Regions from separate parts of the Ovis aries genome. Here region 1 is linked to region 2. The links are chromatin contacts, called in public Hi-C maps. All regions are on one chromosome and are shown on one strand. Each heading gives the region's core, a stretch centred on a gene start, on an enhancer-like site or on the middle of the called end of the contact. The rest is flanking DNA. Distances are from core to core; before and after follow the strand shown.

The links. Hi-C and Micro-C count contacts between places; a contact is called where the count stands out from the background.
Region 1: a Hi-C map of tail adipose tissue shows a contact between it and region 2, with 9 times the contacts expected there. The contact joins the promoter of LPAR1 here to the enhancer-like site in region 2. A contact is called at or near these places in 4 of 16 Hi-C or Micro-C datasets (hypothalamus, skin fibroblasts and tail adipose tissue).

What each region holds. Positions count from the first base shown.
Region 1 is chr2:12,383,354-12,386,055 of ARS-UI_Ramb_v3.0, reverse strand. It overlaps LPAR1 (lysophosphatidic acid receptor 1), which reads right to left and starts at 1,303. Exons shown (of 5, transcript NM_001009332.1): 1 at 1,202-1,303. It overlaps LOC114112928 (a long non-coding RNA gene), which reads left to right. Exons shown (of 3, transcript XR_009599117.1): 1 at 1-103; 2 at 1,290-1,438.
Region 2 is chr2:12,147,499-12,150,471 of ARS-UI_Ramb_v3.0, reverse strand. No RefSeq gene overlaps it. Among named protein-coding and RNA genes, the nearest start is that of TRNAC-ACA, 99 kb to the left of the region's middle. Within about 2 kb of position 1,316, at least 2 of the 54 cell types and tissues checked have an H3K27ac peak or open chromatin away from gene starts, as enhancers often do. A contact at or near this core is called in tail adipose tissue, where this site is marked.

The DNA of each region.
Region 1 (2,702 bases), core at 54-2,553, 240 kb before region 2:
GCGGGGCGCGAGGACCCCCGGCGGCCCAAGGCCACCCGGACACGGCTTGGGGAGGTCGTAGAGCGCCCCCCGCCTGCCTTCTTGTGCCCCCACCCAGTCCCAGGTAAGCGGGGACCACCTACGTGTCACTTGGGCGGGTCCCGATCGCAGGCACAGCGCACAGCGTGGGCCCCGGAGCGCGCTGGGGACCGGAGGGCGGGGACCCCGGGCGGCTGCCGCAACTGCTCTCCCGGGGCTCGGTCAACTGGTTGGGGAGGCCGGCAGCGCCTCGCTCCTACAGGCTGGCCCGCGGGCATAGACACGCACCCACACCCGGCACAGGCGCGCGCGTATACACACACACACAAACACACGCACAAACACACGCACCCACAGCCACAAAGCGCGTCTGCTGCCGGGAAGCGCGATCCCGGGGCGCCCTTTGGCCGCGGAAGGGACCCGGCGGCCGCAGGCTCTGCGCTCAGAGGGTACCGTCTGCCCGCGCCGCGCCCGCGCCTTTACCTGCGCCCGCCGCCGCCTCGCGTCCGGCTCCCGCCGCCCCCAGGCTGGCCTCAGGCTGCGCGGTCAATCCCCGCAGCCCCCGCCCCGCGGCCCGCCGAGCCCGGCCCTCCGCCCGCCCCTCGGCCGTCGCCCGGAGCGGGGCCGCCCCCTGCGCCCACCCCGCCGGGGTCCCGAGCGCGGCCGGGAGGCCGGGAAGGGCTCAGCAGCGGGGGGGGGGACCCTGGCCGCCCGACACCCGGGCGGGCTCCGCAGGGGGACAGGGGCGTCGCGGCTCGGGGAGCGTCTGCCGCCGCTCCGCCCGGAGTGCTCCGGCTTTGGCGCGCTGGCAGGGGCGGCGGGGGAGGGGGCGCCGAGGGAGGGCCACGGGAGCCGCGCCGACGCCGGCCGCCTTCTTCCTCCGCCTCCTTCTTTTCTGCTGGCTCCACGTAGCACAAGTCAGCAAGTCCTGCACCTCCCGACTCCCTCCCCCTGGCTCATTCCCTTACCTGGCGCGACGCCCCCCGAGCCCCGACCCTCGGCGCTCCTCCTCCCCCATTTAGTTGGACTTCCAGCCCCGTCTGCAGGGCGGGGGCGGAAGGTAGCTCAAGCCTCCCATTCATCATCTTCCCAGCGCCCCCCACCCGGAGAGAACCCACCCGCGGCCCGAGACCCTCTGGCCTCCAACTCCAGCTCCCCACCCCGCACCCGCTCCCGCGCTCACCTCTGAGACCGGCAGCTTGCGGGACTCGGGTGGCCACCCCCACACGTTGCATTTTCATTTTGTCGCTCTTTTCTTCCCACTTGAAAAGCTCTGGAAGACATCGCCGGGCCCGCGGAAACCCTAACGTCTGGCCTCTCGCGTAGTTCGTGTCCAAACTTTCCAGCAGGCACAGCTCTCCCAGCGCAGCTTTTAACTCGAGGCTGCGAAGAACGCGGAGTCAACTTTGCTGCCCGAAAGGTGCACACGTTTCTATTTCTGAGTTTGCGACTGACTGGGTCTGCAGACTAAAGCAAGTGTGACTGTGCGCCCCTAGTTCTCCATGTCCATGATTATACATTTCTCTTCCGCTTTCCCAGTTTGCACTTGCACTTCGCCAAGAAGTGCAAACTATCAATTTTAGAAGAGTAATTAAGGGCGGGGAATACACACCTGAAGGTGTGGGCGGGAGCGGTGCGGGACTAAGGCCTGGAGATCCTTCTCCGGAAAGAGGCAGCCGGAGAGACTCGCCCAGGTTCTGAACACCTCCCAGTCCACGGAGGGGGCGGCCACAGGGAGGACGCGAGGGCTCTCCTGCCGCGCCACCTACCACCTACCACCCCTGGCTTTTAGGAGCGTTGGCAGTCTGCCTCTGGCTTCACTGCTAAAGGCGCTGCACAACAAAAGTAGCTGCTTACAAGTAAACACTGCACTCTGGCCTGAAATGGCACGTGGGGGCCACGCCAGCGGTATGGTAGGAACTTTGGCAGGACTGATCCAACTACCTGTAAGAAAGAAAGGCAGAACCGCGAGGGAGGGCTGCGTTGATGCCGGTCACTCGGTAACCTAAGGCTTTGCAGAAGAGAGAGGTCACTGGGAACCGCAGCGAGTGGGGAGGGGAAGATTTCTTGGTATACTTTCGAAGAGAACGTGACCATCTCCCGCAAGCGACTGCTGAGAACCTTGGGTGAGTTGGTCTCGTGGTTTTCACAGGATGCTCAAGGCTAAAAACCTGACTGCTCGTCAGTTACTATCTGAGGCTGTTTCCTTTTTCAAACAATGTATCAAATCCCCTTTGTTAAAAAATCAGCTTAAATGACTGCCTTCTCCCCTTTCCTGCTGCTGCTGCTAAGTCGCTTCACTCGTCCCCAATTCTGTGCGACCCCATAGATGGCAGCCCACCAGGCTCCCCCATCCCTGGGATTCTCCAGGCAAGAACACTGGAGTGGGTTGCCATTTCCTTCTCCATCTCCCCTTTCCTACCAATTTATAATTTCTTTTATAATAGATAATGTGAAAAATTAGAGATTTTAATACATGCACAGTGCTAGTATGTTCATTTACAGCATGCAGAAAGTATATAAAAACATCACACTGTGAACAATGAGAGCTGATGTTAAACTCTAATGCACCAGGACGAATAGGAAAATATCCACTATATAATCTAAGTATAATACAAAGTATATATTGGTAAGAAAAGAAAGAATATACTTGAAAAGGACTTTTGTTTTCAACTATAGCTCTA
Region 2 (2,973 bases), core at 67-2,566:
AGGCAGTCTTAGACACTGAACTGCCAGGTAAGTCCCCTAGAAGCTCTACGTCTGTTGATTGATTCGCTTCTTTGATCCAAAGTCGTTCACAAGACTTGATTAAAATACTCTGGAGTGCAGCATGTATTATTAATAGCTCAAATGTATTCCAGGTTTTGGACAGGAACTATGCTTTTCCTTTGACATGATAGTGCATGAGATGTGTCTCCCCATCTGTAGTATTTTCTCTTCCCTTGTGAGATCTTTGCAGGCTGATGTGGGGACACACAATGACGCGGCAGTTTGGACTCTGTTCCTACTGCGTCATTGCTGGCTTCAAGAGGCTGCAAAAGGGAACCCGCTAGATTCCACTGAATACTTTGCCAACTTGTCCACTTCATAGCAATGTATCATTTCACCCTTACAAAGCCATTATGATAAAAAAAATTATCTTCATCAATTAGAGACTCATAGAATCAACCAAGTTGCCCAAGAGAGCCCTGGGATGAACAACTCGCTGGGCTGGGATGCAATTCCAGGTCTATCTGGTGCCTCAGAGGAGGGCAGACATCAGGTGACTAGGAGTCACACAAAACTAGCTGTGTATGGTAACTGCATCAACAAATGCATGTTTTTAATAAATGCTTTTTAGTGGAAATTAATAAGAGCACATCATTCCTAAAATATTTCTAAACTGATATAACTGTATTGTTGATAGAAAAAAAAAACAGACTTAGAGCTGATTCTATTAATACAAAATATTTTTTGAAATTAAGAATCTTCTGAGATTGGTGTGAATAAAATGTTGGAAGCAATTTAAATGGTCACATAACTACCCCAGTTCTGCCAGTGAGAAAACTCAAATCATCCCGACCAAATTTTTTTAAATTGTGCAATGTATATCCTGATACTGCTCAAATATTTGTGGCTTATTTTATCTCAGATCTGCACAGTGAGTTCTCTGTTGAATGGATTTGGGCTTTTAGTTTTACTTCTCAGTATCTGGTTTAAGAGGACTCAGTATTACAGCAGGCACCAAACTTGAAAGAAATAACATGAAGAACTTAGAACAGGAATTCTTTGTCAGTCCCCAAAGAGATGCTGTTCCAGCAAGACTCAGGTCAGAGGGCTGGGCACTGCAGGGGCAGATCACATGGCTGATCTGGAGTGAATTTGTTTTGTGAAGAAACAGATGATTTCTAGCTCTGTTGTTCCTGTAACTTTTTAGCAACAGTTAAGCCCATTCCAAAATGACAAGCAAAAGAAAAGAGCCTTCTGAATAAAATGCAGATGAATGGACTTTTCCCCTGCCTCCTTGGGAATATTATGAGCATCTCATAAAGGGGGTCATATCCTGTTTCTTTCTCTGGTTGCTACAACTGTGTTTTGTATATTGGCTGTATCAGTAATGTGAATTTATAACCAAAAAATGCCAAAAGAAAAAAAAATCAGTACTCCTTCACAAATATGCATTTTTCTTCCCTATTTTTCAACAAGCACTGTTTTAAGTCATTTTTTCTTTCTGCACTGGAAACAAATCTCCATGTCTTTTTCAAATCCTACTGCTAGCTCAGAAGGTGAAATACTGACATCAATGAAAGTAGTTGCAAGTTCAGCATTAATAGGAACCAGGCAAACAGCACTGGGATATTTATAACTCAACAGTGTCCTCTAGTGTGCCTCTAAAGAATTTCATGAGTCCAAGATTCAAAATGAATCTGATTGGGAAAAGGTCAATTAAAAGACGCTAAGTTGTGTCCAACTCTTTAGTGACCCCATGGACTGTAGCCCGCCAGGCTCCTCTGTCCATCAGATTTCCCAGGCAAGAATACAGGAGTGGGTTGCCATTTCTTTCTCCAGGAGATCTTCCCAACCCAGGGATCAAAACCTCGTCTCCTGCACTGAAAGCAGATTCTTTACCCATGAGACATCTGGGCATCCCCAAAAGACACTAATAAATGTATTCTTTTAAACAATAAAGGAATTTGTCTTGGGCATACATTTTTTCCCAGCTTTGTCAGTTTTTACTTTTGCAACTTATTTATTTTACTCAGCTTTGTTAGTTTCTCACAAGAGTTCATATTATCAATGTTCTTGCCCACCTACTATCATCGGTAATCTCTGACCACCGGTGCTCTTCATACATCTATGAAATTATTGGTACCTTCCACCAATGTCCCTGAAGTTGGAAATTAGTTTTCTCTGCTTAAATGATCATATAGCTCTTTCCAAAAGTTTCTGATATCTGTGGCTTTACAACATTCTGGAGTCATGAAGAGAAGTAATGCTATGATAACTGAGAAAACAGATATTCAGCTGAGCCAAAGGCACCTAAGAACTCTAGAAAGTCATGTTCAAAAGAATTCCTCTTGCTGGACCCAAGTGTCATCCCAAGATGGAGCATACATCAGGCATTTCTACTCTCAGAACTTCATTCTCTCTTTGTCTCACCAAGAACTTCTATAGAGTTCTTATCTCCTCTTGGTTCAAATTCTACGGCCATCAACACTCCCTTTACAATTTTGAAGAAATCTTCCAAAGCTGGTACTCTATCTCAATGTCCTCAAAAATGTTATGCAAATAAAGCTTCATCATGTCCACTATCTGGAAAAACACTAATGGAACCTAAATTATTTGAGAAATCTAGGCCTGATAGAATAAGGAAAGCTCTCATAGTTACAGAGTTGTATAACAATATCACAGAGCTACAATGTGTAGCAGAGCTGTATCACCAAACCCAGTCTACATCAACTGAGTCTCAGTTCAGTTGCACAGCTGCATATATGGTTAAAAATAATTGCTATTATTTGGGTTTATTTGTGAGATAGTTCATTACAAAACATCATTATAGCAATGGCCAAATGATATACATATTAATTGATAGCTAGAAAATGTAAGTTTAATTATGTGTATGGCATTATTTCTTCTAATATTAATATATTAGCAGGAAAAAGAGAAAACTTAAAAATGAATAGAGGGGTGTGGGGAGATAAA